Linked DNA regions of Mus musculus: region 1 is linked to region 2. The links are chromatin contacts, called in public HiChIP or PLAC-seq maps. All regions are on one chromosome and are shown on one strand. The core of a region is the stretch at or near the end of the contact, and the rest is flanking DNA. Distances in the headings are between cores, read along the strand shown. Region 1 has its middle 18 kb from the start of Macc1. Region 2 has its middle 9.6 kb from the start of Sp8.

Region 1 (4,242 bases), core at 467-2,966, 590 kb before region 2:
GTGATGGTTTTAAAGAAGAATACGATGTGCTATAAGAACATTAGAAAGGAGGGTCCTGAATGTGTAGCTCATAGGTAAAGTGCTTACTGATATGATAAAGGCTCAGAGTCCAATCCCTAGTACCATGAAAAAATATTAGAAAGTAGAAAAAAGGAGAAACACTATGTAGATTTAAGTGTCATTCTAGTTAAATCTAGTTAAATTGTTCAATCTGACTGCAGTCCTTGCATCTCTTTGGAAAGGATAACTGAAAAATACTGTTATAATTAGAATTTATCAGTATTTTCGCAGTAAAATGTAATGGCTTTCAGCCTATTCTTGCTCCATCATTAATGTATAGAATTAATCACAAATCCTAGTAACCACAGAAACATACTCTTAGATCAATATTTTGTATATAACCACTGTTAAACATAATGTATTTTTGAATATACAAGTATGTGGATTCTAACTAAATTAAGTATATTTATAAGAGAAATGGAAAAACAAATGCAAAGGAAATCCTCAGAAGTCAGAATCATCCTTCAATATTTTTCTTTCATAAAATCAACTTAAAACTTGAAGTCATTAAGCAGCCCAAAGCCATTATGAACCTTTGTAAGTGGGAGCATCCATTTGTCCATACAGCCTTTACTCCAAGGTAAATGGACTTTTCTCTCTGCTGAGATCTTTTGCTATTCTGAGGAACAGCAGTCAGGCACCAGATCAGGAGCTACTGGAGGAATGCCTAGAGTTTTGTGCATAGCACCACCTGGTGTCAGCTCAGGGTCTTTCTAGAGAGCAGTGCTAAGATTTTATACCATCCTCGCTTGCTCCCTGGCCTCTCTGGACAGCATTGTATAAAATAGTGACTTTAAACCATTCCTCTGCATAAAAGTCAATTTGGAGCTTTAAAAAAAGACAAAAGACAAAAAAGAAACAGCAAAACAGACAGAGTCTAAGACAGAGTTCATACTTACATACATATATATATGCGCGCACACACTGGGAGCTTCTGTTACACAAAGACTACTAAGGGGCACTGGAATATGAGGTTCTGAGAATATGAATGTTTCACTTGTTTTGTCTTATGTAAGCACATTGCTGGGCATATAAAGTAAATTGCAGTTCAAATATATAATATTCTTTTAAGACAATAGTCCACTGGCCAAGAGACCTATTGGGACCATGTTATAGACATAACACTTAAATATTGCATAGGAAAATCTTGACTCCTTTATGACATTATTTCTTGTGGTTCAGGTGGAATTCCATAGCTCAGCACCAAAGTAAATAGATGGTGAAGACTGAGATTAGCTGCTCATATGAATGTGTATTTACCCACCATTACTCATTTCAAAAGCCTCTGACACACAGACAATCTGATTCATCCTGGCTACATGCCATCTTAGCCCATGCCATCATTCAGGTCATACCAGAGACACTGCTATTAGCTTACTTTAGGGCTGACAAGGACAGCTGAGATTAGCACTTTTGGTTTTGTTGAAGAAATTAGCTCTGAATGTGGGGCTAAATGAACTCTATTATCTTTTAAAGAGTAATTGTGTCACCTGAACATGTGTAATATGGATAATTGCTTCTCTTTTAGTACACAGGTACCAATGTAACTTTTAGAAATAAACAGACTCAAGGAATTGGGTGAGTGAACAGATGATTACATGAATGAAAGAGCAGCATAGACTGAGCACTGCAGTGTGACTTCTGTGAGCAGGGACTGCCTAAGTCAGCTTTGGATCCCAACACTTGCCAGGACTCATGAAGTAAGCTCTTAGCAGTATTGATGGAATGGTTCAAAGTAAATAATGCACTCTGTCAATGTGTGTCAAAAGATATAAGACTATTAAACGGGACTTGCCAGAGAACTAGATAGCTACTTATCTATAATTACCGTGGTGAGACTTCCCCTATCTAAAATGCACAGAGTTCATTGTAGTGCAAGAAAAAAATGTGAAGAAATTATTCCAAACCTTTTAAGTTAAAAGACAGTGAAACTACCTGCTAGAACTCATGTGGAAGAAAGACATTTTAGAATGGTTATGTAAATTTTATATCGTCAACAAAAACAATGTTAGCAAATACATAATGATACAGGAAATTACTAAAAAATGTAATAATATTTTTGTTCAAAAGCAAGATCTATGGTTTGGAGAGATATAAAGCTCTTCCAGAGGCCCTGAGTCCAATTCTCAATACCTATGTTAGGAAGCTCACAACTACCTGTAGTTCTAGCTCCAGAAGGATTAAACACCTCTGGCCTTTAATGGCACCTACAGTCTTGTGGAGATAGGAATATATACATACACACACACACACACACACACACACACACACACACATACATACATACATACATATGTACATACATGCATACATAATTAAAAATAATAAAATGAAATAAAAGCAAGATATGTATTATAATTTGATGTCTTATGTGCATGCAAATACATTTAATACAGAAAAGTACAATAATAAAATTCTCATCCTCCCAAAATACACTTTTGACATTTACTTTATATCATTCCAAATGCCACATTCTCATTTATTCACATAACATACTATCATAAAAATATAAATCATACATTAAAGGAATGTATATGGCCAGACACACTGATGGATGGTTGAGACCCCAGCACTGAGGAGGCTAAAGCAAGAAAATTTGAGTTCCAAATAAAGTTAAAATTAATTTATATATTCATATGTGAATTAATATTCACATTCCTTTATGAGTAATCAATCACAATTTCTGTATTAGTTGCTTTACTGTTGTTACAATAAAACACCTTGACCAAAGCATCTTACAGAATGGTTTATTTGGGCTTATGGTTTCAAGGCAGTAAGAGTCTGCCATGCAGGGAGGCATGGCAGCAAGTGAAAGGCATGACATCTGTAACAGAATGCTGATGTAAGCGCAAAGCAAAGAGAGTAAATTATCACTGGCAGGAGGTCTTTTAATCTTAAGGCTTACCTCCAGCAATGTACTTCCTCTAGCAAGGCTATGCCTCCTAGACCTTCCCAGACAGCACTATTAACTGGTGATCAAGTATTTAAATGCCTTAGACTATGGGGAACATCTCATTCAAACCACCACAGCTATAATATCCACTCATTTGGTCTTTACACTTAGTGTTTCAAGAACAATTTATTACACCATTGACTATTTTTAGAAAAATGTTATATTTATTTATTCATTTAGGGCAGAGGATTATGCATGTCATGGTTCACAAGGCAGGTTTAGAAATAAAATCAGATGTCAAATATGCAAACTATAAACTATAAAAATTTATAAAGGTCTTGTGTTTTTTAAACCAAGATTTATGTTTTCATTCCTAATTATATGGGGAATATTGTCTTACTGTATAAAAGACCATGACTTCATTTCATCATGTATTCAAATATGAAAATAGATTATACGGATTAAGTTTGAAGAATCTTTGACAATTTTACCTTAATAGAACTGTGGAAATAGAAGTTAAATTTAAAAAGAAGAGTTAGAGGAATTCATATGAAATAAAACAGCATAGAACTGTATAGTGGGATTAAGCTAATTTGCCTAATCACACAATTAAGAATGGTAGTGCAGATTTAACACAATGTCCACTTATTTCCAAATCCCAGGCTGGAGTCACTATGATTTTCATTTATTACATTACAAATGAGGACAAAATAATTCTCACCTTAGAAGATTAATTTCATTAAATTTCCTTTGCAACACCAAATATATACCTGCTATGTAGCCCAATGCAAATATACCTAGACATTTATCCAAGACAAATGAAAACTTATCTTCATGCAAAAACCTTGACACAATTGTTATACCAGGTTTGTTTTTAATAGCTAACTCAAACCTAGAAATAACCAAAATGCCCTTTGATGAGTACATGATTAAACTAAAATGGAATATTACAGAGCAGCAGAGCAGTAAAGTACAACTTGTATATATCTCGTGTTATACTATATAAGGCAAGCTATACATACAAAGATACATACTATGATTTATTCCACAGGGAATACTCTAAGTGACAAATTAGTGATTGTCAGGGGATAAAGGAGATAGAGGAAAGAGAAGCAGATAGAGCTATAATAGGCTAGCTATAAGAAGAGTTCTGTGATAAAGCATTGGGTCTTAGTACTAATCTGTGCATAAGCTACAGCGACAGAAGACCATGTGCCCCTATTATACCAATACCAGCTTCCTGGTTTGGATATTATATAGTCATTCTTACATTGTACCATAAAAGGCTG
Region 2 (4,875 bases), core at 2,075-4,574:
ACCACTCACACATACAAGAGGTAGGGATTCTTATGAGGAGTTGCAGATGTTTAGCCAGCCTGTGCATTAAGGATATTAATGTGTTTAATTGTGGCTTCTCTTGGACTTTTTACTAAAATCTACCTTCATCAGGTCTCAAATCTAGTTTGTTTCTCTTAGTGTTTCGTACCTAAGGACCCCATGTTTCTCAGTTAAATAAATCAAAAGGAAAATGAAAACCTAATTTTGGAGTAAAGTTGATAGTGCAACTGTCTGAAAACACCATTAAACTCTTTGAAATTTACTAGGTTTGTACATTAAAAATAACACGACTTCAAAAGTAATTTAGGAAGAGTTTGTCTGCCAGCATCTTCGAAACACCCCCACCTCCAGGGAGGGGGAGGAAGGGAGAGAGAAAGAGGAAGAGAGTTGCTTCTAACTGAAGGCCTTTCAGAAGCCTTAAGTGAAAGGAATTAGGAGCCCACCCACCTTTTGCTTCATTGACTAGGTAAGTCTCACATTTGAGTCAAATTAGACCATCGAGGAGAACTGGGCATTTGTGTTGGTCATACATGCCTAAAACAGCAGCTTTGCTGCGCACCTCACAGTGATCTTTTTCCCTGAGTCCTGTTCCAAGAGTTCTGCTCCAACTAGGATGGGCGTTCCCTTCCCCCATCTCAGCTCATCTCTTTATGGAACTCCTGGTACAAGTCATTCTCTAAGAATCTCTTAAGTCTTGAATTTTAGTAAGTTCTGCAGCACTTAGAAATATTCTCCTCCTAAGTAAACAACAGTTTTGCTCCTGAAAGAGATCTAGAGGGAAACTGGAGGGATCCAAGTGATTCTCTCCATCACTCTTGTCCTTTGGTGTCAGGTCTATATGCAGTCACTGTCTTAAGAGAGGCATTCATCACTTTACATTCTTTCCCACCTGAATTTTGAATTAGTGGGCGAAGGTGGGGGGGGGGCAGGCAGTAGGGTTTATACATTTTGAATCAATCTCTTTCACTTTAAAGAATATTAAGATTTTTTCCCTTTAATCCACATATAAAGTAACACCCCTAACCCTGGGTTCAAGGGCATTAGATTCCACATCATTAGAGTCAAGTTCCCCAGAAGAAACCCCTCCCATCTAGAAAGAGCAGGGTATTTTTTTTTCTTGATAAGAACCATGCCTGTATTCAGCAGTAGTTACTTTTAAAGAAGACATTCAGTCTTTGTTCTTGTTTATCAATTAGAAAAGTAATGAATGTTGGTAATCTTAAAACGTTTTCAACCTATCATTCCAATTTGAATTATGCTACGAAGCTTTGTTTCCTTCAAACACTTCAAATCATGTACTACCTCAATATTAGCCAAGAAGGTTCTGTCTCAAATAAGAAGAACCCTGCTGTCCACCAAAGGAGTCTGCCCCATTTTAATTCAAAATAAGACCCAGAATTGCAGAGGGAGGCAGGATCAAACTTTTCTTCTAAGCAATGCCTGCACTTAACCGGCCACAGCCAGTGTCATTCCTCCTTCTGTCTCCTTTGTCCTTATTGAAATGAATCATTCTATTCAAAACTCCTCCCTGGCTTTTTGGAGGAGGAGAATCCATAAGGTAAAAGAAGCTGAATTGATTATTGTCGTGTCTGTAATTGCTCTAAAAACACTATCCAAGGCAGCCTCATAAGGCAAACACATTGGTCTTTGATCAACACTGAAGAAAGCAAACATTTGTAAAACAGACCCACAACTACACTGTCCACACTTGGTATTTACAGCCCTCAAATGGAGTGTCCATTACTTTCAAAGGGACAGCTATTAAGGACAGAGTTTTTCTGTAGATGGTGCTTTGGTGGTATTCCAACCTGAATATATCCCCCGCCCCCACCCCTTGGTGCTGTAGGGAAAAATCGGTTGTCATCAACCAGAAAGAGGTTACCAGTGTGATACTTTCTTTGCCTGTATACTTGAAATATGGACAGTAACTGACCCACATCCTTTGGTTTGGTTAAGAAGAAAGTGAAGTGATTGCTAGAACTCACCAGGTGGATCCTTAAGAACAAGGGGGAAAAGCAAGCCAAGAGCCCACAACTAACTAAAATTTGCAAGTTTTTAAGTTAAAAACCGCACTAGTGTTATTTTACTGACTGACATTGGGCTATCGATCATGTTAATTCATTTCGTGTTTTAATCAACATTATAAAATATAACAAATTGTTTATTAGCACATAGTGTTTAAAACTTCACTATATACTTTTGATATTCATAAATAATTTTATTGGGTAAATTGCCAAACGAGTCAAACATACACTTTTTCTTAAGCGACGATGAGCAGAATTTCCTTCCCCTTAGCTTCCTCAGGCAAGATTTAGGAAGAGAAACCCCAAAATGGTTAATAATGGGTGGGAGAAATTGTAGGGTGTGAAGTCTGAAGAGAAATTACAACCCAGTGCTGACTTTGAAGGTGCCTGTTACGCCCCAGTTCAGAGCTCAGCTTCAGAGGGACTTGAACTTCGTTCTCGCCCCTCTCAGGGCAGGGCCCACTGAGGATGCCCGCACGCAGAGAATCACCCAGAGCTGCGGTTTCTGCATTTAATTGTTCTAGTGCTTCAAATTGGCCCCTGCTTTCATGAAAACTCGGCCGTTTTTGATATACCGATTCACCTGGCTGGCCGTTTCTGTGTTATGCCTAAGATACTGGAAGATTCTAAGAAGGAGAGATGGGGAATGGACAGGCTCCAGGGGTCTCCTCCACTGTTGGAGGCAACCGCCCAGCCTCTCCCAGCATCTCAGAAGGGCAGTCAGCTTCAGCAGTATTGCTGGTTTTAGGGGTGGAGTGAAAGTGAATGGAGGGCCACTTTTCCCACCAGTCGCTTGAGAAAGTCACTGCTGACGGTGAAGCAGTCATAGGAAAGTATGACAGCTCCAGACTGAGGGGCAGAGAGAAGGCGTCGGGATTCTCGGCTTTAGGGCTGCTCCCCGAATATTCAGGTCCTCAGTAGTGCTCTCTTTCCTGCCGACCCGCCTTCCCCAATTCCTTTTCTCCAGCCTGGGAGCGCACGCGTCCCGGACCAAGGTCCGACTTCTCTGAAGAAGAAGGAGCACGCCCCGGGTTGCTTGTTGCGGGCCGGGCCCCGCCCCGGCCCTCCCTCGGCCCTCCCATCCGCTTAGCCGAGCTCCCCCGCCTTGCTGTACAGACACGGTAGCCTCAGGCTCCGGGGCTGAGGGCCGTGTCTGCTCTCGCCAAAGGGGAGTCACCAGCGCGCCCCGGGACGGCGGCTGCGCACGGGTTGCAGCGCGGGTCACCGAGCGGCTCCTCTGCGGGTGCGCTGCGGCTCCCACCCCTAAGCTTAGCTGCCCGCCCTGATCCTCCCAGCTCCTCCCCGACCCTCCTCCGCGCCCTCCCCCGGAGAGCTTGCACACCCTGCGGGCGGGAAGGGGCCGCCCTCGGGGCGGACAAAGGGGCTGGAGGGGCGGGAGGGGGCTGAGGCTGGCACGCGCGGCCGCGGGAGGGGCCCGTCGCTCCCCGGGCCGCCCACCTGACACCTGCTCTGAGCGATGTCCTGGAGGCGGGTGCGAGCGCGGGGTCGCCGCCGGGTCAGATTGTAGCGGACTTTCCCTGCCTGGGCAATAGCTAAGCCCACTGTGGCCAAAGCTCCCTCACGGATCTTGGCTTCTTTTGAAAAGTGAGGTGCTGATTCTTATGTCCGGAATTCTGTATCAGCATCACCCGCCGAGCTATTCCAATTACCTGGCAGGTTTCTGGGCCAAATCCTGAGGGTCAGTTTAAGTTTTGTGGCTATACCTGTGTATTGTATATTTCCACCAAGTGCTCACGCCCAATGCTGCTGATCCAGGCACCGCACTGATAAGAACAGTACTGCTGTTCATTCTCCACTACCCTTCACCGTAGAGGACAGGACCCCAAGCCACAGGAGGTTAACACTCCTGTAGGTGAACTTCAGGCACACCGACTGCATTTCCCTTGTGGAAACTCTGAGTCTGACCAAAGCCTGGAGATAATCTTCATTCTCCTTCAGTAAAGACCGAGGCCTCAGCCCAGAGTGCCACTACCCACTTAAAGATCAGAATCAGAGTTTTGAGTCTCAGCACCTACACATAGATTCAGAGAAAAGTAACTTTTATTTTCCTTTGGTCTCCTTAGTCCAGCCTGGCCTTAAACTTGCCACAACCCTCCTGCCTCAGCCTCCAAAATGGTTGGGATTGCAGGCATGACCCATAAGGCCCTGATTTCCCTTTTTATTTACTGACAATCTCTGGCTTTTTTTTTTTCCTCTCTCTCTACTCTTTTTCTCCTCTCAATCCTATGCCTTGCACATTTTTATTGCATTATGTTGTATTATATTGAGGATCTAAAAGATTTTAAAGCAGCAAAGCTAGTAAACAGTAGTGATTTAAACAAACCTTTAAAAATCCACAATTTTAGATTTGAAATGTTCTCTTTTTTTGAGAAATAATCTATGTATGTAAAGTGAATGTAATTAATTTTATCATATTAAGTACACCTCTATCCTCTCAAATCTTATTCCTTTAAAAATGCATTTGAAAATCCAACTTGAAATATATTTTGACATCCCAACCCAGTGAGATTTAGTTAAGGAAAACTACCCAAAAAAGACTTGCTAAACTTTTCTTATCCCCAGTGGGTGGTGTTAATTATCTAGTTTGAGCCTTGTAGTTTTCATTGTCAAATACTTGGGTTCTCTGAAAGGGAAGAAAGTTGGGGACTTGCATTCACTGTTTTTCAAGAGGAGATTAAACACAAAATTGATTTAATGGAGCATCTGTAATCTTAAATACAAGAAGTCAAGAGCTAAAGCTGTAATAGGAAGGTTAGCTTTCCCCCATTGTTCCCGCAATCTAACTCATATTTTTGGAACTTAATTATCA

Evidence for each region. HiChIP or PLAC-seq counts read pairs in DNA pulled down with a chosen protein or histone mark.
Region 1: a contact with region 2 is called in a FOXA1 HiChIP or PLAC-seq map of pancreatic cancer cells. The contact joins two enhancer-like sites. A contact is called at or near these places in 1 of 115 datasets of contacts at active chromatin or transcription factors (pancreatic cancer cells) and 1 of 9 other capture datasets (liver).

Annotation. Positions count from the first base shown.
Region 1 is chr12:119,423,510-119,427,751 of GRCm38.p6, reverse strand. It overlaps a transcript of Macc1 not described here. Among named protein-coding and RNA genes, the nearest start is that of Macc1, 18 kb to the left of the region's middle. Within about 2 kb of position 1,716, at least 30 of the 459 cell types and tissues checked have an H3K27ac peak or open chromatin away from gene starts, as enhancers often do. A contact at or near this core is called in pancreatic cancer cells, where this site is marked.
Region 2 is chr12:118,835,225-118,840,099 of GRCm38.p6, reverse strand. No RefSeq gene overlaps it. Among named protein-coding and RNA genes, the nearest start is that of Sp8, 9.6 kb to the left of the region's middle. Within about 2 kb of position 3,324, at least 92 of the 459 cell types and tissues checked have an H3K27ac peak or open chromatin away from gene starts, as enhancers often do. A contact at or near this core is called in pancreatic cancer cells, where this site is marked.